5 separate regions of the Mus musculus genome follow, and regions 1, 2, 3 and 5 are each linked to region 4. The links are chromatin contacts, called in public Hi-C, HiChIP or PLAC-seq and promoter capture Hi-C maps. All regions are on one chromosome and are shown on one strand. Each heading gives the region's core, a stretch centred on a gene start, on an enhancer-like site or on the middle of the called end of the contact. The rest is flanking DNA. Distances are from core to core; before and after follow the strand shown.

Evidence for each region. Promoter capture Hi-C pulls out the DNA fragments that hold promoters and counts their contacts. Hi-C and Micro-C count contacts between places; a contact is called where the count stands out from the background. HiChIP or PLAC-seq counts read pairs in DNA pulled down with a chosen protein or histone mark.
Region 1: an H3K4me3 HiChIP or PLAC-seq map of craniofacial prominence shows a contact between it and region 4, with 6 times the contacts expected there. The contact joins the promoter of C230079O03Rik here to the promoter of 6330420H09Rik in region 4. A contact is called at or near these places in 2 of 484 Hi-C or Micro-C datasets (embryonic retina and nephron progenitors) and 1 of 115 datasets of contacts at active chromatin or transcription factors (craniofacial prominence).
Region 2: a promoter capture Hi-C map of hematopoietic stem and progenitor cells shows a contact between it and region 4, with 2.3 times the contacts expected there. The contact joins the promoter of Clrn3 here to the promoter of 6330420H09Rik in region 4. A contact is called at or near these places in 2 of 39 promoter capture datasets (embryonic stem cells and hematopoietic stem and progenitor cells).
Region 3: an H3K4me3 HiChIP or PLAC-seq map of craniofacial prominence shows a contact between it and region 4, with 4 times the contacts expected there. The contact joins the enhancer-like site here to the promoter of 6330420H09Rik in region 4. A contact is called at or near these places in 1 of 39 promoter capture datasets (liver), 1 of 484 Hi-C or Micro-C datasets (uterus), 4 of 115 datasets of contacts at active chromatin or transcription factors (craniofacial prominence, embryonic stem cells and stem cell-derived neural progenitor cells) and 1 of 9 other capture datasets (embryonic stem cells).
Region 5: a contact with region 4 is called in a Hi-C map of neural stem cells, with 2.1 times the contacts expected there. The contact joins the enhancer-like site here to the promoter of 6330420H09Rik in region 4. A contact is called at or near these places in 20 of 484 Hi-C or Micro-C datasets (bone marrow-derived macrophages, embryonic stem cells, induced pluripotent stem cells and 9 more), 2 of 115 datasets of contacts at active chromatin or transcription factors (embryonic basal ganglia and stem cell-derived neural progenitor cells) and 1 of 9 other capture datasets (embryonic stem cells).

The regions. Positions count from the first base shown.
Region 1 is chr7:136,348,024-136,351,863 of GRCm38.p6, forward strand. It overlaps C230079O03Rik (RIKEN cDNA C230079O03 gene), which reads right to left and starts at 1,392. Exons shown (of 5, transcript NR_040459.1): 1 at 1,297-1,392; 2 at 826-858.
Region 2 is chr7:135,526,070-135,530,392 of GRCm38.p6, forward strand. It overlaps Clrn3 (clarin 3), which reads right to left and starts at 2,585. Exons shown (of 3, transcript NM_178669.5): 1 at 2,206-2,585. The coding sequence starts at 2,434.
Region 3 is chr7:136,156,401-136,160,802 of GRCm38.p6, forward strand. It overlaps Gm36675 (a long non-coding RNA gene), which reads left to right. Exons shown (of 3, transcript XR_378573.2): 3 at 2,905-3,917. Among named protein-coding and RNA genes, the nearest start is that of Gm36675, 5.4 kb to the left of the region's middle. Within about 2 kb of position 3,106, at least 8 of the 459 cell types and tissues checked have an H3K27ac peak or open chromatin away from gene starts, as enhancers often do. A contact at or near this core is called in craniofacial prominence, where this site is marked.
Region 4 is chr7:135,852,009-135,856,131 of GRCm38.p6, forward strand. It overlaps 6330420H09Rik (RIKEN cDNA 6330420H09 gene), which reads left to right and starts at 2,111. Exons shown (of 2, transcript NR_166518.1): 1 at 2,111-2,182; 2 at 2,896-3,968.
Region 5 is chr7:136,127,242-136,131,571 of GRCm38.p6, forward strand. No RefSeq gene overlaps it. Among named protein-coding and RNA genes, the nearest start is that of Gm36675, 24 kb to the right of the region's middle. Within about 2 kb of position 2,775, at least 13 of the 459 cell types and tissues checked have an H3K27ac peak or open chromatin away from gene starts, as enhancers often do. A contact at or near this core is called in neural progenitor cells, neural stem cells and stem cell-derived primordial germ cell-like cells, where this site is marked.

The DNA of each region.
Region 1 (3,840 bases), core at 142-2,641, 500 kb after region 4:
TTTGTTTAGATGAACTATTCCCTAGCTCCCTTGTGAGGGCTCCTGTTTGTTTTCTGTCTTTCTTCACAATTTCAGAGCTACTGAAGACACACACACACACACACACACACACACAAATGTATGCAGGCACATACACATTTGGGACACACATACATATATTCACACATGTAGGACACACATACACACATTCACACATGTAGAACATACAAGTCCACACAGATGCACACAGACGTAGGATGCACATGCACACACAATTTCCTATAATTCCACACACAAAAATGAGATAAAACAAAAAGCTGTCAGGTGCTGGCTTATCTCCTTAACTGCACAGATCTTCTGGCATTTCTCTGTATTTTTCTTCCTAGCCTCCCACCTGACCTCACTTGCTCTCCAAATTCTCCCCATTGTGGCCAAATGTCACAGCTCATATGCAGCGGTTTGAGCCATGAAAACATGCTGTAAATGTGTGCCTCTGCCCTTTGATCTCAACCCTTCTCTGCCTTCTGCAGCAATCTCCTTTGCCCAAATGAAAAGCCCTTGATTAGCCAGCTCTTCTGACTCCTGGCATAGAGAAAACCCTCACCTCACTTTGCTCAAGGAAGCCAGTTGTATGGGTTGAATAAATTTGCATACAAAGTCTCAGCATTTCAAGTAACAGTTCAAGAACCAATGAATGAACAGCAACTGCAAATGCCCAGCTCTGACCCCACCCCCACAACAGAGCAGTCAGAGGACAGAGTCAGGAATGCCTATGTCCTCAGGTGTAGGTAACCCAAGAGCACAGGGCAGGGGCCCGGACAGAAAAGGTGGATCCCCAGGACTTACCAGTTAGTCAGTCATTCTGGCCAAAATGGTAAGCTGCAAGCCAAGGAGAGAGCCTGTCTCAAAAATAAGATAGAGAAGCAAATAGAAGAGGATGTCCTAACATCATCCTCTGCTCTCCACCTACCCATACCTGTGCAGAGACAGAGAGAGGGTGAGAAGGAGGGTGGGAGGGAGGGAGGGAGGGAGGGAGAGAGAGAGAGAGGAAGAGCCTGCCATTATTAAAATGTTTAGTGATTTCAACGTCCATTTTAATCGAAAGCCCAGGATTTTGCAATGACAAGCACACAGGGAGCCATGCTCCCTGTCTGGTACCAAAGTCCACTACGCACAGCTGTGCTATTCAGCCAAATGAAAGATCTAGCATTTTCCAGATGCACCTAGCTAGGCACAGCCATACTTCAAACTCAAATGTGACTCACTTTTGAGCTATTTCTCACAATTATCTGCTTAGGTGCCCCAACTTTAACCCACTTTGAGGAGGATCCTATGCAGATGAGAAACCCCAGGTCTAAGGCAGTTTCCGTCTCTAGCAGAACAGGGCTGTGGCTGGAGGGAAGAATTCTAATTGTGTCTCTTATGAAACTCATGAATTATCCTGGTTTCTCCGTCACCTGTAACTTTGCTTATTTTCCGATTGCTGTTTTAAGTCTGTGCTCTGTGTTTCTAAATGGGAAAACTGCTGTGAACATGAAAAATATCCTTGGGAAAGTCTTCTCTCGGCTACTTAGCTTGAGAGACCAACTGCTGGTTTTAATCTTATGCCCACTGGGACTGCGCAGAACTCTCTCTAAAACTGCGGCATGCTCAACTCCTCGACATTTTTTTAAAGCATGCGAAAAACAAATTAAGAATAACTTAAGAGCTCTTGGCTCCCCTCTGCTTCAAAGACACCTATAGGAACTTCAGGACAGAGCCGGATGGTGGAGGCGGTACACGGAGCAGATGGCGGGAGGAAGAGATGGCCCCACCAGCCATGGTCTCAGCTGCAGGCTGTGCACGCTTAGCCCTGATTATTCCTTCCCCGGTCAGCAGGGCATTTTGTTCTCATACGCGGGTATTTCCCACTAAGAACATAAGACGACAGCATAATCTATCAGGCAACCTGCATAACCCGCTGACTTGGAAGCCATTGTTATGCTCTAGGTCTCAGCTAAATCTATGGGAACTAACTGTGTAATCCTTCAACGGTGCGGAAAACCTCTAAAACCTAAGTGTGAAACTCTATGCGCGTGCAGTCTGAGCATGGACTTGAACACCTAGTCTCACTCCAGTGTTTACTGGTTTTGGCCCTGAGGAAGATCCCAACCCCGAGGCAGCTACCCTGCTGCTTCCTTTTGTGGTTTCAGCATCAGCTTATTAGGGGAGAGGGGACTATGATCAAATGTATGGAACAAAGTTTACTTAATGTAGCATAATGTCCATAATGTAACATTTGGTATTTCATTTTTTCTAGGGGGGAGGTGGGGTTCAAGACAGGGTTTCTTTGTAGGCCTCCTGGCTGCCTTGGAACTCACTCTATAGACCAGACTGGCCTTGAACTCAGAGATCTGCCTGCCTTTGCCTCTGGAATGCTGGGATCAAAGGTGTGCGCTATCACCATCCAACATATGCACTAAAAAAAAAAATTTGTGTTAGTTATTTGAGAAATTTTCGATGTCTTTTAACCATATTTGCTACACTCTCAATGCTACACAGATCCACCACCCACTTCCCTGCTCACCCAACTTTGTCTTCCTCTTTTGTTTTATATCCATCAAGACCTATTTGTGTTGTCTGTATATATTCTTGGATGTGTGGCCTTCCACTGGAGCATGGCAAACTACCAGGGTCTATACTCTCAAAATAGCCTGACTTTCCCTCTCCTGGCAGCTATCAATGCTAATAGGTCCTCAGCTAGGGTGGGACCTGTACCTACCTCCCTTCTCACGACAAGACTTGGTCCTATTGAGCTCCAATGGGACTTGTTTGAGCTGTCACAAATTTTGTTAGGTTTTTTGTTTGTTTGTTTGTTTTATTTTTGATATTATAACTACAACATTTTCCCTTTTCTTTCCTCCTTCTAAACCCTCCCTTAGAACTCTCACCACTCCTTTTCAAATTCAAGCCCCCCTTTCATTAGTTGTTATTGCATGCACATCTGTATAAGGTGTGGAAACTGTCACAGTTTTCAAGTGCGCAATTCAGTGGCAATGAGCGCTCTCACTTCAGTGTGCATCCTGCCACTTTTACAAGAAACATCAACAGACCCTGAAAGCAAAGCACATGTATGTAAAGGACAGAAGGGTTGCCTCCTGGCAGGAGCATAATAAGCGAAGGTGAGGCAGCCTAGTGCAGGGATGAGCAGGAATGGGATCCTGTAGCCTGCAGAGGACTGAAGGAGGAGGGTAGGCAAGACTTCCAAGGATGTAAAGTGTACTGGGACAGATTGTTCTACCCACGGTGACAACAAGGGGTTAGTGTGGAAGGAAACAGTACACAACAGAGACTTTTGAAGTCTCTCAAATGGGTATCCAACATCAGGTTGATGGTACAGAGGCTAGAGTAAGCAAGTGAGCATGAACTATTGATCAATATGAGGCAAGGTGTCTTAGTCAGGGTCTCTATTCCTACACAAACATCATGGCCAAGAAGCAAGTTGGGGAGGAAAGGGTTTCTTCAGCTTACACATTCACATTGCAGTTCATCACCAAAGGAAGTCAGGACTGGAACTCACACAGGGCAAGAAGCAGGAGCTGATACAGAGGCCATGGAGAGATGTTACTTACTGGTTTGTTTGCCCTGGCTTGCTCAGCTTGCTTTCTTATAGAACTCAAGACTACCAGCCCAGGGATGGCATCACCTACAATGGGCCCTCCCCTCTTGATCACTAATTGAGAAAATGCCTTACAGCTGGATGTCATGTAGGCACTTCCTCAACTGAAGCTCCTTTCTCTGTGATAATTCCAGCCTGAGTCATGTTGACACACAAAACCAGCCAGTATGCAAGGCTTAAGGTGCACCCAGATCTCAGAGCTG
Region 2 (4,323 bases), core at 1,335-3,834, 330 kb before region 4:
ATAAAGACCATTCAGCCACTCATGGCTAGAGCTAAACAATCACTTATCTGCATAGTAGACAAACCAGGACCAATCTAGCCAGCCAAGCTCATTGTCAGCCCAGTTCCACAACAGAAGGCTTCCTGACTGGGGCTGACTGGGCATCATCTCCATTCATTGACCTCTGGTTGGCTGGATGGGTTTGGCTCTTTAAATCTGCCAACCAGATTTAAAAGGCCTAATCTGCTTTCTCATTGAAAACCCTGTAGTCTAATAGACACAAGATATCAGACAGGGTCTGATAATATGAATGACTGCTTGAGGATTTCAGTGTTTCCTGGCCCTAGCTACAAAGCTAACACACTTGACGTCTCAAGGGGAAACATCAGTATCTAAGTGCTGAGCAGGACAACGCATATTTAACTTTATACAGGTTAAATTTTGCTACCAATGATTGGCTAATGATGTTCTCAGCAACTCTGGCTTTCTGGCAGGAGAGCATCAGGTCTTCCTGTCGATCCTGGATTCTGTTGACATGGTAAGCAACAGGTGAGCCTTAGCATTGCCTACATGTTCTAAGGATGACTTCTCGTCTGGGATAAACATTTACATGCTCAGTGCTTATCACAGTCACAGGTATGGAAAAATCCCACAGTCTCTGAGTGGCCCTTACATGCCATCTAGCAATTGTGTAACATCTTCCTCCACTGGGTGGTTGTTCACCCTCTGTAGCAATGAGAGGTTGGACAGTGTGGTGGGGGTGGGAGATTTACAGTGTGGCTTTCCCATAGTGAACGGTAAAAACAGAGAGTCAGGCACAGGCAGTGAGAGCATTCTACCTGTCTCTACGCTGACCAGAAGGGGCCTAACTGGCACTGATCCCAAGCTTTGCTCTCCCTGACTGGGCTGTCCTTCCTTTCCAGACACCAGAATGGTCACTCCCCATCATGTAGACCTTACCTTCCCTGACCTTCTCTGCTCCACCTTGACTAGAGTCAGGGATTCCATTGAAGTCATCAATCTCTAGATGGAATCAACTGTTCCCAAGCCAATTCTGTAGCCTTCTGTCCCAAGCCAACACTGTAGCCTTCTGTCCCAAGCACTTAAATTTGCCAGAGGATTCACAAACAAGTGGACAGTTTTTTTTGTTTGTTTTTTTTTGTTTTGTTTTGTTTTTTTGTTTTTCCGTTTTGAAAATGCTATTACTGAGAGCTGAAGGGGACTTTGAAATCTGAGCTCCTGGATGTTTTAGAGGAGGTCTCTTCGGGCTCCTGAAAGGCTGTGGTGAGCACCAGGGGAGGGGGAAGCAGCTGAAACCTCAGATAAGATGTGCTTTTCCTATCACTCAAAGACACAGTGAGAGCTCAGAGGTACGTTGCCCTGGATTTATAGAAACCATTTTATTAACAAAATCATAAACCTGCTAGAACTCTATCCTGGAGTATGGGCACCAAACATCACACAGGCATAAGGTGCATAGTTAGAAATGTAAATGCCCAAAATACATCTGTACAGACCCTGAACTGAGCAACGTAAAGTCCGCTTATATGATGCTATGTAGTGAATAATTGTGGCTATTACTTTTCAAAAACCGTAATGCTAGGTCTTAAAATCCAAAACTCGACTAGCTGCCATCTACTTATCTTTGATAGTTTATTTTGTATTTATGGAGAGGAAGGCATTATTACATCAGAAATGAGTAACAAACAGGAAGTCCTATAAGTAACAGGATTAAAATGGAATTAAATACCATCCCCAACAATGAGATACTCTATATACAAAAGTGTGGATTCAAGAAGCTGAGAAACTTACTGATACTGATGTCTTCTCCTTGACATTTTCCCTATGTGATTACTTACAAACTTCTGGAAGTTTGGATGCCCCAAGTCAAAGCCCATGGTCGATTTTAAAACACTGCTTATGCTGGCTCTTAAACACCATAAGTCTGCCACATACTTTAACTTAATTATTCACTTGTCAATAAACCAGATAGGTACAACTCAAGCCCAACTGCCGATACAATGGTTTAGACTCCAAAGATAACAAGATAATTGGAGCCATGAGTCTGAAAACATAATAAACACCTTCAAAATTATGAGTTAGTCCAATGATAGCCTCACTTGGGACTTTGAAGGGACTAGTTTTGAATGGCTGTTTGGCCCAAATGTAGAATGGTGTGTCTTACCCATGGCCTGCCATTCCCATTCTAACTGGGTGGTCATTTACCTTCAAAGTTTTTGTCCAGATCTTGAAGGCCTTCATTCAACTCTTGAGCACTCGTACCACGGAAGAGCCCATAGGTAATAACAATGGTACCGTTGGAGATAGCATCTGTAAAGAAAATCCTGCTGGTGATCCATGCCTGAGTCGCAAGAATGGAGCAGATGACAACAACTGAGCCCAGGCTTGTGAGAAAGCCAGACAGGAACATCAACGTTTTCTGTGTGGTTGGCATTTTCTCAGGAAGAAAGCTCCCCGCGATAAAACAACAGCAACCTTAGAATATTTGGGGGCCTTATCATTTGGGATCCAGTATTTAGAAAGGACGTCTAGCACTTGGTTGTAAATGTAAAACCTGCGTCTTCCTGGGAAGTTTTATGCTTACTGAACGTTGACCTGTGAACAAAGCCATAAAGACGTGCAGAAGCTGAACTTTGGTCTTGCAGAAACGGTTGTTATGGTTGCAGCCAACCAGCATGAAGAAGGGCTAGGCAATCCTTTCAGGTCTTCCTCAATCACATGACTAGTTTATAGCCTTTATCATGCTGTGGAAGCCAGGTTAATCTACAGTGTAACTTGAATTCTCAAATCATGAGAATAGAGACTTAGACCCCAAAGGGATAGCATAGGGATCCCCAAAGCAAACCTCAAGGCTTTGTCAAGGTCCTGTGAAGTGGAAAGAGAAAGGCTCACTCTTCCTTCTGGGTTATATACCTCCTTATTCTCAGATCATATTAGGGAGGAGTGCCCATCAAATTCTCTCTTCCAAATGGCATTCTATTTGAATCTGATTTAAATGATAATCTTTATCAGTTTTTAGTACTTTGTTAAAAGTGGTTCTAAACATTCCTGCTTAGATCTGTGTCCTAGTTACTTTCCTATTGCTGTGACACTATGACCGAGGCAACTTACAAAACGAAGCATTTAACTGGAAGCTTGTTTTGGTTTCAGTTTCAGAAGCTTAGTCCATGTTCATTGTTCATTGTGACAGTGAGTATGGCAGGCCTGGGACATGGCATTGGAGGAATAGCTAAGAGCTTATATCCTGACCTGCAGGCAGGAGGCAAAGTGAAAACCCAGGGCTGGGCCCAGCATAGGCCTTTGAAACCTCAAAGTCCATCCCCCATGTGACACACCTCCTCCAACAAGACCACACCTCTTAATCCTTCCTAAACAATCCATCAAGTGCCAACCAAACATTTAAATAAGTGAGCCTATGGGGGGGGGGCATCCTCATTCTAACCACCATACTCTCTAACTCCTGCCTTATGGCCTTGCAGCTAGCTTGGCCTAGCAGTTAGTCCTTGGTGGTACTTACCCACTCATTTCTTGAGATTACAGACAGTCACAAACTATTCTTTCATTTTTCTTTTTCTTGTGTTCTTTGATTACAGAACAATATTGAACATGTATATCAGAACCCTGTCCTCTTAGATAACCTACTTACCTGTGGGATGAGGGCTCTCCTCTTGTAAATGTAGAAAAGGGACTGAAGACACAGAAATCACTAGACTCAGTCAATTCACTTCTGGGGGAAAGAGACACATATAGATAATTATAGAATAATAATGTTGAAAGACAAGGCAGGCATCAAGCTGAAGTCAGAACAGGGGACATACCACACTTCTGTCACCACATAGATAGATAGATAGATAGATAGATAGATAGATAGATGACAGACAGAAAGACAAATGATAGATTATAGAAAGACACAGGATAGATAGATAGATAGATAGATAGATAGATAGATAGATAGATAGATAGATAGATAGATGACAGACAGACAAATGATAGATAGATTATAGAAAGACACAGGATAGATAGATAGATAGATAGATAGATAGATAGATAGATAGATAGATGACAGACAGAAAGACAAATGATAGATAGATTATAGAAAGACACAGGATAGATAGATAGATAGATAGATAGATAGATAGATAGATGATAGATAGATAGATAGATAGAGCAAAAAAATCAAGTCACCACATTAGGCTCTCTTTATCTCTGTCTCTCTGTCTCTTTATCTGTCTCTTTGTGTTTATGTGTGTGTCTCTCTCTGTCTCTCTCTGCCTCTCTGTCTCTCTTTGTCTCTATCTCTGTCTTTCTCTGTCTCTCTGTCTC
Region 3 (4,402 bases), core at 1,856-4,355, 310 kb after region 4:
CCATCTCCCCAGCCCAGCAACCATAATTTTAATAATTATTATTAATCAAAATTTTCTGCCTTAAAGAGGAACAAACCAAGGCCCTAGAAAGTCAAAGGAAGTGAAGGCTAACAATAAAAGTGGGCTGAATGTTTTCTGAAAAGGCTCCATTTCTAGATTACAGTGCTATCCTTAGAGAGACTCATGGCGTTGCTGAGCAGATGGCAGGCTTTGGACACACAAAGGAACTCACACAATATGTACTCACTGATAAGTGAATATTAGCCCAAAACTTAGGATACCCAAGATATAAGATACAATTTGCTAAACACATGATACTCAAGAAGAATGAAGACTGAAGTGTGGACACTTTGCCCCTTCTTAGAATTGGGAACAAAACACCCATGGAAGGAGTTACAGAGACAAAGTTTGGAGCTGTGACGAAAGGATGGACCATTTGGAGACTGCCATATCCAGGGATCCACCCCATAATCAGCTTCCAAACGCTGACACAATTGCATACACTAGCAAGAATTTGCTGAAAGGACCCAGATATAGTTGTCTCTTGTGAGACTATGCCAGGGCCTAGCAAACACAGAAGTGGATGCTCACAGTCAGCTAGTGGATGGATCCCAGGGCTCCCAATGGAGGAGTTAGAGAAAGTACCCAAGGAGCTAAAAGGATCTGCAACCTTATAGGTGGAACATTATGAACTAACCAGTACCCCAGAGCTCTTGACTCTAGCTGCATATGTATCAAAAGATGGCCTTGTCAGCCATCACTGGAAAGAGAGGCCCATTGGACACTCAAACTTTATATACCCCAGTACAGGGGAACGCCAGCGCCAAAAAAAAAAAAAAAATGGGAATGGGTGGGTAGGGAAGTGGGGGGGAGGGTATGGGGAACTTTTGGAATAGCATTGGAAATGTAATTGAGGAAAATATGTAATAAAAAAAGAAAAAAAAAAGAATATTTCATGTAAAAAACTAGCACTCCTGGAGAACTCATATTTGGAGTACTTTTATCTTACCATTTTAACAATGCACAAGCAAAGAAAATTTAAAAAGAAAATGTGAAGATATTTAGAACTAAATACATAATGACCATAATACTCATATAAAATCTTATGAGGTATATCAAAAGCAGTAAATCCAGAGAAATTTAAAGCCCTTGAGGCGAATATTAGGAGTAATGAAGGACTCAACATCAGGGATCAAAGCCCGTATTCAATGGTCATAGGAAAAGAGCAGCAGGGATTAATGGAGAGCAATAAAGCCGCAAAAGACAAGCTTAACATTAGGAATGAATAGTACACAGTTTAGACACTGAGGAGATTTAAAAAAACGATTAAAATAATCATATTGAAAACCTCATGTAAAAGATTGGGAACATTAGATAAACTGGCTAAAAACCCGAGAAACTAAAATTTATCAAGATATAAGCAACAACAACAACAAAAACCCCACAACCCCACAAAACAACCACAGCAAACAAAGGCAAACCTAAACAGGGGAATTCAGAATCCCCGGGTGGCAAATGTCAAACCCAGATCCACCGTGAGTATGAGTTTCTAAAGGCAAGGGAGAAAGAATTTCAACCTAAGCTTCAAAAGATACCTGGGCAGAATCCACATCTACCTCAAAGAGTAGACACAGAAACTGAGTATCCTCAGTGCCTCTTCGGGGACTGATGACCCTACAGGTAGAAGGATGCACTATGGAAAAAAAGACAGTGCCCATGTCTCTCTTATAAATACAGAAGCAAAAATCTGAAGGACATCAGTGAAGAGGATCCAGCAACATAGTAAAACTATATTTCATCTTAAGGAACTCCTGTTTACGCTAGGAAAGCCGTTCTGGTCTGTGAGGTGGAGACTAACTATATTCACCTCAAACTTACAGATGATTAATGAAGTTTAATCTCATAATACAATAAGGAAAATCAACTTTAATATTAATAAATTTTATAAGAAAACTAGGGAAGGAACAGATTTTACTTATTAGAGGTATAAAATGTTATAGTACACATTGGATAATGAATAATCAAAAAATGTCTTAAGTATCAGACAAAGGGAGAAAGAGCTACTGTTTAATAAGTTGTCAATATTTTTCTGTAAGCACCAGCTATTGCACTGACAAGGGAAAAAGAAAGGGGACCTCACTGTTAAGAAGGGAGCAATATTGCAGTTATTTTCCCATACAGTTGCCTACATGGAAAATCAAAACCAAAAATACAACTTTAACCAAAATAGTCATATAGAAAATATAGGTTCTTCAATATATATTTTAGTAACAAAATTTAACAAAGTACCCTTTATGTAAATACTTATAAACCTTAAACCAGGACATGAAAAGCTGTAAGAAAACAGAACACCAGAGCAGGCATTTGGATAGAGAGACTCAGTCAGGTAAATAGGTAAAGAATATTCATAGCTGATTTCAATGGAGTTTTCCTAATGGTTTTGCCATTTCTCAGTTATTTTTTAGTTCCTAATAAGTTGTGCCATCACCTTATTATTTGATAATATCATGTAATATCTGTATATTAGAGTAGTTGTTGTTTGGGTAAAGGCTTACATATTACCTTATTTTATGACTAAATGCTTTTTGCCTCGAAATCCTTACTATCACTTAATTTCTATTAGGGTTTTTACTGTGATCTCTGGGTTGCATAATCTGATATTTCTGAATAACATAGTGGGGTTTGTAACTTGACATAACACATTTCCAGGAGAAAGTGTCATAATTACACATGCATCATGATATGGAGAACCAGAAACTGACACCTTGATATATATTGCTTGACTTATGACAGGGTGGGCACGGTAGATCAGCCAGAAACGAGGGATCATTTAATACATAACTGTGAGCCAATTGTTGTCTTTATGCAAAACAATGAAACTTGATTCCTGCCTCACCATTTCAGGACCAGCTCAGCAAATCAACTCCAGGTGCCTCACAGACAGAGTGACCCGCTGGGTCTCCAGAAAGCTGTTTCACTGTGCCCTTTCACAGTCGTGACCAAAGGGAAGAAAAGAACTTTTTAAAGCACCAAATATACCCACCACAAAGGAGGAGATGGATAGGATTTTCCCATTTGCATTAGAAACTTCTGTTCATGAAAGTACATGAAGAGACTGTTGAAAAGCCAGGCCCAGGAAGAGTCACAATGGACAGTACTAACTGGAGAGAGTCAGATGTGGAGTGCGGAGGATTCCTGCATATCAGCAAGAAAAATGTGCAAAAATGACGAAGACATATTTTCCTGAAACGGAAACATGAACATATGCAAAGCAGTTCTTGACCATGTCAGAATTCAGAAAAATTCAGGTGCAAAATTCCAGTAAGCTTCTCCTTTCTGTTACTGGTTGGACAAATGCTGGAAGCTGGATGGTGCCCTGCGTTCACGAGGCTACAGCTGAGAGCGCCTCCTCTTTATGCAGGGTCTTGTGTAATTAGAAAAAAGCACTTTGCGAGATGACTTGGTACTAGTTTATAAACATGAACACTTGATTAAATAGTCTCACTCTTACTAATTAACAGACTCCTTTGCATATATGTTCTAGAAGATAAATGCATGAGTGTTCACAGAAATGTTAACAGGGATAGCAAAACCAGAAAGCAGCCTGAATTCATCAGCCTGAAAATGAATCAGAATCCCTCTTAATAATAGGATTTAAGTAGACCATTGTAAGCAATGGGCGTGCAGTTGTATAGAATTATCAGATGCAATGCAAAACGTCTTCAGTGTAGATATAGACTATCTATACAATGATTATCAGACTTAAGGTCAAGTAGAATAATAGCATATACAGAAATACACATACATACACATACTCTCTCTCTCACACACACACACACATACACACAAACACACACACAATGATTAAAACAAAACCTAAGAGCATTAAATGAAAAATTTCAGAAAGGAGATTAATTTCTGGAGTGAGGACTTGGGTTAGAGAAAGAATATTATAGCACAAAGACTTTGGTTGGATGTGGGTATGGGCTTATCTTCTGCTTCGTATTCACAAATATTTTTGTAAGCACTGCATATGGAATTACATAAAGAACGTTTGTCATGTTGTTCTAGTTGACTGTTAAAAGAGTACCACACAGGGGCTGGAGAAATGGTTCAGCTGTTAAGAGGGCACACTCCAAGTTCAGTTCCCAACACCCATGTCAAGTGGCTTACAACTGCCTGTGATACAAGCTTTGTGTAATAGGTTTAAGACTCATTCAAAGAACGCATGTCCCTAGTATTATTTACTTTGTATAAAGATATTTACAGTATTTTAACAGGACAATTAAGATCCATCAAGGTTTCAGCCCTGTAAGGCCAACGAAAGAGGAGTGTGTTGAAGTGCTCACTAAGGGTTTCTGACCCTCAGATGTTCTCATGAAGCTTGGGTCCTGGAAACTTT
Region 4 (4,123 bases), core at 861-3,360:
GAGTCACTGGGGTCCCAAGGAGGCATCTATAGAAGAGACCTTTTATTTAGGGGCATAGTAGACATTTACTAAAAAGGAGGGTCATACTGACACAAAACTTCTTCCTAAACATGTGTGTGTGTGTGTGTTCAAGAATGAAAGCTCATTTTTACCCAGTACCCATAAGGCTATTCAAACTCACCCTGCAACAAGCATCAGGCTCTCCTGGGTATCAGGTCCTGTGGTCACAGAGATGCCAGAGTGCATTCAAAGACTAGGGAAAGAGAAGGGCAAGTGCTTACTTGCTTGCAGAGACTCACACAGATTTTATCGAGCTGGGTTCTAATCTGTAGGATATGTGTAGCCTTGGTCTCTGTGGTCCCTCTTCCCTGATCCCAATGGGCCTGGCAGCTGTGTACATTCTGAGCTGTACCTGGTTCTCACACAAGCCTGGAATGACACATTCCTCCACACGGGATGGGACACCCACAGAGAAGCCTTTTAAATCCCCTGCTGTGACACAAAAGCAACAAAAGAAAAGAAAAGAAAAGGGAGACCAGCCTTAAAGGTCTCTCCCCCATTCTGCAGGTCCTTAGTGGCTGAGTCTTTGACATTTTCCTACAAGCAAAACTTATGACCACAGTGAAGGTCTCCTCCCTTTCCAGACTCAAGCTTCCATCTGAAGAATTTCTCAGCTCATGCTGGGTTTTCTGGCTGAACTAAGAGCTGCCTGAGACATCGTGGGTTTAGTCACTGCCACCCGTTCTAGCCTCCATGAAGACACCAAGGTCATGGGCCAGGTCTCCTCTGGGCTGGCTGAAGACCACAGGGGACAGAGACGAGCCACATTAATGAATGCCCATTACACACTGCTCAGGGGAGTTTGGGTATCAGAACAGGTTATTAACCAATTTCTGAGCTATGAGACTTCATTTTTGGTGTTAAGACAGAAAATACAAAATATTGCCCAACTGCAACAGGCTTGCACATGCAGTTAAAATGATAACTTCTAAGAGATATAAAGGTTTTGCACACAGAGTTTGTACCTGGGATCCATTTGAGCAAATATAGGTAAGGACATTCTTAAGAGGAAGGTTTGCTCTGCCTTGCCAGTTTCAGCATCTTTTGGAATGGGGCTTTCAAATTGAGTCAGTATAGACCTGGCCTCTGGCCACGCGGGTGGAATTGTGGGAAATAAGATCCCTGGAGAAAGGCCTGTCTGAGTTCATTTCTGGACACTACAACCAAGGTCTTTAGAATAGCAAGGGGGTCTTTCACAGTTAAGGGGAGACTCCCTCTTGCACAGGCCTGGGCCTCCACAAGGGAGCATGGTTACTCTCTCTCATGTGGGGTTTCAAGCAGGAACCATGCCCCACACCTCAAAGGCTGGACCAGCATGTGGACCCTAGGTGTCACAGGCATTGGGAATTCATGATGGCTGTATTTTTGAAGCAAGTTGCATCCGAGAGTCCTATGATCAGCAAACTGTCCTTGCCCCTCCCTCTTCAAGTAGACCCCAGCAGGGACAGCCCCGGGTCCTGCTAGCTTGCACCAAACTATGCCTGCCTCTGTGATCACCACCCGGGCTGCCAGGGCGCCTTTCCATCGGTTAATTAGAAGCCAAGTCGGTGGAGCCCCCCGCCCGCCGCCGCCCGCTCTGCCCGCCAGGGGCGCCCTCCCCGCTGCCCGCCGGCCCTTTGATCGCCCGCGGCCCGAGGCCCGCAGCTCGCAGCCCACACTGTGGCGGGCAGGTGGCGGCAGCGGGGCGCGGCGAGCTCAGGCGCACCGGTCCCCGGGCCGCGGCGCGCTCCCCGCCACGCCACACATCAAGGCCCGGCCGGCCGGCGGGCGCCTTCATTAGCAGCCTGAAATTATAATATTATGTTAAAGAACAAAGCTGCTCCCCAGAAAAATATGTGCTGCATATCTGACAAAGATAAATTGGATTATTCAAAATATTCTTGATGAAATGTTACATTTTGCAACTAATTATCAATCTGTTTTATCTGTAGACCAGCTGGGCATTTTTGTGCATGCAAGACCGGCCTCCGCAATGATCTTAAGATGTCACTGCGGCGTTTACATCTTTTATTTCAAGGTTTAAATAACTGGGAAGTAGCTAATGTAATTCACTGCTGAGAAGAAAGGCAAGCTTCTTGATTCCTTTCCAAAGCCATCTCTTCCTAATGAACTTCTTTGGACTGTGAGTAATGAGGCTTTATTCAAATAATGTTTAAGGAAGGCTCTGTCAGTGTAATCTTGGGGAAAAAAAGGAGGGGGGCAATGTTTAATACATTTAAAACATCTCTATTCATAGCGTATTAGCCCCCACCAGCCCACAACAGCACTTACCGGTGAAGACACTTGCTCTTGCCCGTGGGAGCTTCAACTTGCAGGCAGGTTTGCCCTCTTCTGCTGCACAAAGTGAAGACCACAGCCAGATCTTCTAGTACCGAGGGGCCTGAGAAACAGATGCGGCATTCTACATTTGTCCCTCCACCCCTAATTTTTTTCTATCTGGTTTTATCTTGGGGATTGTGCCGATATAGTTTAATTGAGTTGTGGGCATTCCCCCCGCCCCCCTCTGGTTTGAGACGGCAGTTGATTCTAGGTTGTTCACGTTTTCCTTGGATATTGGTAGCTAGAAAAGGCACTTGGTCTGCTTGTATGGGGACCGCAGTCACTCCCTACCTTCCAGGTAGCAAATGTATTTTGAGTGACCTTGTGTGACTGTGGACTCGCTCTCTCGCACAGATGTACTTTCTGACCCACCTGGCCTTTCAGTTGTAACTCAGAGACTAACGGAATCTTCCTGATTGGTGCTTTAGACTTTGGGTGTTTTTGTTTTTTGTTTTTTTGTTTGTTTGCTTGTTTTTTGTTTTCCGGGTTTTTGTATGTTTTGTTTTGTTTTTTCAGCTTTCTTTTGGCCAAGCTCCACGGAGAAGGCAAGGCTTCCCACTGTATGGATGAGGAACCGGAAGCCAAAGAAAGGGGATGCTGGGCTGTGCTCAGTGATACCCCGAGGATACCCAAGGGGCCTCAAAGGAGACACAGCCGGCACTGACACATGTTCTGAGCGCCCCACTTAGCAAAGGATGAAAGATGGAGTTGTAACCGCTGGGAGAAACATGTGGGGGACCTGTCACTGTGTGGATTTCCCTTCTCAGCTGAAAGGTCTTCAAAGTGCCTGTGAGGAGCATGCCAAGGAAAATCAACAGCCATTCTCCCACCGAAATGACAGAGCAGGCATCCTTCTTGCTCTCCTAATTGATATCATTGTGACTGCTTTTCCATAAAATTATCCCCAGACAGGTTCTCAGAGCTGTCACCAAGCCATTTGAAATTTTGCATGAAGCACGTCTCTGTATGTGTTGCCTCTCTGCATGACTTCTTTCTTTTCCTTCTTTGGGCCTGGCTTTTACAAAATGTCTTTTGTACTCTTCACAGAAGAGAATAACTTCTGACCTCACTGTCTGCCTGGGTCTGATCCCTGGGCATTTCATTTGGCAATCCCAGGGTAACAGTCGAATGATAAGATGTAAAGGTTTTAAGAAATGAGTCTTGGACTTCCCTGAGTCCAGTGAGAAAGGGATTTTTCTTTGTTTTAAAGTACTCTTTCCTCCTCAGATGTTTCTTTGGTGGATTCTTGGATATCTGGAGCTCTGCTGAGCTCCCTCCTTCTTGGTTTCCTGCTCCCAACAAATAATAATTATTATTTTTTCCATACAAAGTGACTTTGGGGTTGTCCTTATCTGATGCTGAAGTTCCAAAATGCCCAGTATGGCACACGCTTGAGATCTCAGCACTTGGGAGGTGAAGCAGGAGTTCAAGGTACTTAGGAAGCTCAGTACCAGCCTGGGTTATTTGAGGCCCTGTCTCAAAACAAAAACAAAAACTGAAACAGTTCCCTCCATAATGAATGCATAGGCGACAAAAGAATACAGTTCTACATGGTGGTATGATCCACAGAATAAAAATATCAGATCCTGTTGCTGTTTCTAATATCATTCCTAATCTAAATATAATTTAAATTTTGGAAGCCACCAAATACCTTTTGTTTTCTTTAGTACTAAAGGGTAGGTGCCGGGGCTGGGGAGATGGCTCAGCAGTTAAGAACATTTGTTGCTTTTGAAAAGGACCTAGG
Region 5 (4,330 bases), core at 1,525-4,024, 280 kb after region 4:
GTTCCTTCTTAACTCTCTTCTTTCCCATCTTTTCTCCCTGATCTAGTGCTGCCTTATAGCTCAGTGCTTGCCATCTGGGCTGCAGCATGAACCAGTAATCCATCCTACCTGGGTCCTTCAACAGATCCCTAGCTGACCCAACAAATTTAGACTAATGGCTGTCCTTCAGACCAGAGCTGGATGTAACTCTTAGATTTGCATCTATCAGAAAAGCAATCATAAGAGGAAGTGTACAAGCAGTGGAAGCAGGAAACATGTTTGAGAGAAAGAACCATATAGGGGGATGTGGGAAGCCTGGTCTCTGAAGCCTTGGCTCCTATATGTGCCCAGGATGCTCTGAAGGAGTTAGTTCTCTGGCTCTTCCCACAACTGTGCATTCTGCCAAGTGACCTGGATGTCAGGAGAGCCATTGCTTTGCCTTTCTTCAGTCTTCTTGTCAGGGCCATTCTTTCTCTGGAGTTATGCTCAGGCAGGTCTGGAGAACATATTTGGCTCTGGTCAAAGAAGCCCCTGGGTTGATGCTGGAATCCAGCCCAGGCCTGCACAGTTGTAGTCTCTTGGGGCTAGGAGCTTTGTCTCTGAAGCTGACATTTGTTGTTGAGTGGAGGATGGGCATGGCACAGACGGATGCAGCAGCAAGATAGCCCTCTTCATGAATCCATTGGAAGACAGGGGTGGTTCCAGGCAAGGTCATGTCCAGTTGAGATTGCTGCCCTCGGCAAGAACAAGATGTGAACATTCTTCTCTAAATGCTGAGCCTGTGCATGAGCCATGGCCAGTGTGTATGACTGTGTGGTTAGCTGTGGGACTATGGGACCCTGAGTGCACATGCCCAGTGTGTGGGACACAGGACCACTTGGCTTCCCAAAGGTATTGCCTTCTTGACTGATGTCTATGTGCACTGTGAGATATCTTTCTAGCTCTCCAAAGGTGAGTGTTCCTGAGAGGTGAGTGTTCTAACCCTTTAATCTATTGCCTTACTTGCTACAGTGACTAAATTGAGGATGTTGATGTGGGAGACAATTCTGGGTTGTTTGGAGACCCAGTGTCATCAACAAATGTCCTCTTAAGGACACTTCACAAATTTCTGACATGGTGAACACAAAGATGACCAAGCTCAGCCCTGGTTTCAGGAACTTAGAATCCTACCTCCAGCCCAGATTATATCCTGTCCTGGTTACCACACCTCAGAACTAGCCCCTGGAGGGAGACTCAGAGTTCTCAACTCTGCTTGCCTGGTTCTCACCTCAAGGCTATGACTCAGAGTGGAGCACAGGAAACTGTTGGCTCCCATCACCACAGCAGCTGAGAAACTCACACATTTTCAACTTCCGGGTGTGAGGAAAAGTCTGGAACTTCTCTTCCTGTCAATTGTCTGCAGGGCTCTGCTTCTTCATGCTTTGGAGAGAATCCTTGCCTTGCCTTGGTCAGCTCCTGGAACTTGCCTGGACCCCTGAGCTCTGTGACCCACCTCACTCTTTCCTCTGCTTCGATAACATCGGGTCCCTAGTCTAGAGACAAAATTGTCTCCCACCCCAATATCCTCAACTTAGTCATCTTAGAAAGTAAGGTAATAGATTCAAAGGTTAGGGAACCTACCTTGAAGGGGGACACCTATGAAAGAGACACAGAAAATACAAAGATAAAATTCAAGAGAGGGGATGTTCCCAAAGCAGGTGAGGTATCTTCTCTGTGCATCTAGTTGCCACGAAGACCAGGAAGGTCCCCAAGTTAGTCCCAGCGCCTTTGATTCCTTTGCTTTGCTAGTTCCCTTTGTTCTTCACTTCAGAGTTTCAATCCCATAATGCACATGAGCACACACACACACACACACACACACACACACACACACACACGAGCGAACGAACAAGCTTTCTTTCTTTTTCTTTCTTTTAATTTGGTATTTATTGAAGCTGATGGAGTGAGCTGGATAAGAATGCCCAAGAGTAACTGATGTGCCACTTAAAATATTGAACATCCATTTAGAAAAAAACTGTACTGAACGCTTGGTCCCATCACAGCCCACGTGGTTCTGCCCCTGTACTCTGGGGTCTCAGCCAGAGATCAAATCCCTCAACTCCAGCCATGCAGAGCTGGGCCCAGTTCTCTGCTGGAGAAACACTAAGTCCCAGAGAACAGGGTCATTAAGCAAAGTTAGTGACAAGAAGAGAAGAGAGAAAGTGACAGCAGCCATGGGTCCCAGGGAGAGGTGGCCTCTTAGATAACAGGACACGGGCACATCTCCACTCCCAGATGCCCAAGCGAGGCCCCTGTTAATCTCAAGAGTCAAGAATTTTATAGATGTAGTGGCCTGCTTTTCCATGAGGACCCACACTATTCAAAGCATGTCATGTATGTATCTCATCGACAGAGGACATTGTACAAGCATTCTATTTTCGAAGCAAGGGACAAAGAATTTTAAGGACTGACATCAGCTTTCCAGGGGGTGGCGGCAGCTCGTGTCTCTAAGATCTTGCTTCCCTTTTGATACTGAGAATAAACCCCGGAACGGAACCTGTTACTTTACGAAAGGCTTAGTGAACAGGGCCATTTGGGAGGAGGGTGACTTTAGGATTTGACTGACCTCAAGCGTGGGAACCGCTGTTGGCTCCTGTGCTGCGGGGCATGCATTTAAAGCCTTGCAAGTCTGGCTTCTGACTTGAGTTTCACAGCGAATGCAAATGGGTTTCTGATGAAGAATCTGATATTTCCTCCCCTGGCCTGGCTGGAGGCATTTCAAAGGCAGGCTTCCAGGCCTGGCAAGCTGCTGGCATTCTCAGATTTAAAGACAGACTTTACCAGTGACTGGGGCCAGCCAGAACAGGAAGACATGGGCAGGCCTTGGGGGAGAGGGGGCAGAGAAGTGCTGAGGTGTGTGGAAAGCAAGCAGGGCTCTGGTTTCACTGAGAATTTATTATTATTATTATTATTATTATTATTATTATTATTATTATTATTATTTGTAGATGCTCAAGCACACGGTGATGGTGATGGCGTTTCAGGAGCTGGGTGGGAAACTGAGGCAGCTTACCCTTCCCAGGACAGCTCCAGCTTTGCAGAGGACTGGGGAGATGTCCTCGCTCCTCTGACAGAGGTGCTTCAGTCTCCTCTAGCTGACCGGCTTGCCTTGGTTAGGGCTTTGACGATTGGATTGCTTAGCTTCTGAGGAACTCAGGACTGAGGGTCCAGGCTCCCTGTCTGCAGTTATTGCCACATCAGAAACTTTATGCCTCCATATTCAATTGGAACTCAATAATTCTTCATCATTTTGTTGCCTGGTATATGGCTGAACGCAGTATAATGAGGTTGTCTTAGACAATTTTAATCGTTATTAGTAAAATATTAATGCATCCGTTTATTCAGAAACTCAATCAATGACACCTTTCATCTTAGATGCATTGCTTAATGAGTCCAGCGAGGAACCTCTGGGGAGCAGCAAGTGACTGGTGGAAAGTTCCAGAAGATGTAAGCTAATTCTATCAGTGCGGCTTCTCTCTGTACATGCTTTAGTCATGGAACAGGCACCCCAGGGAGCTGTCTTCTGACCTTTGGAGTCATCTTTACTTCTGGTTTCCATGGCTTCCCTAGAACCTTGCCTGCTTGTTCAGAGAGTCTGCAGTTCCTCCCCCCCCTCCTCCCCCTCCCCCTCGAGCTCCCTGCCCAGCTCTCACCTCCTGGAGAGTTTTAATTCGGGGAATTTAGAAGGCTTAGCCTGGAGCGTTTTTGTTCATCCAGTTCTGCCTCTCTTTCTTTAAAATTCTTTATTTCCCTAACCCGAGCTACATACAACTCGGGCTGTTGGCCACAAATCCGTGTTGCGGATTCTGTGTGCTCTCTGAAGCGGGATTTGTTAGTATTCCACTGTGGGACCAAGCCAAGTCCCTAATAAAGTCTCTCTGGGGCTCTGCAATGAAGGTCACGGCCAACCTCAGCTCTTTATGTCTCAGTGGCTTCTTTAACCTGTCTTAAAATTGGATGAAGTAAAAACCAAAGATGATAAATGCACCATAAGTTTGATGAGCTTGATCGAAGTGTGAAAAAGGAAACCAATGTCCCACTGAGTCTCCTTGCCTGTTGTCAGAGGGAACCCCAGGTCTGCTCCTGCCAGCTCTGATACACATCTGGGCTAGAAGGACCAAATTACAGAAAGCATTCAACTAACCCTTAAAGAAACTCACAGGTAAGCCTGAAAATATTTGTTTAGAATTCTAGAAGTGTTTCATTAGTCTTTATTAAGTACAACTAGGAATCGATCTTACTATGACAATGGCATGCATGATTGTGATGTATTTTGATAGAACTGACTTCCCCATCATCCTCTCTTGTCCCT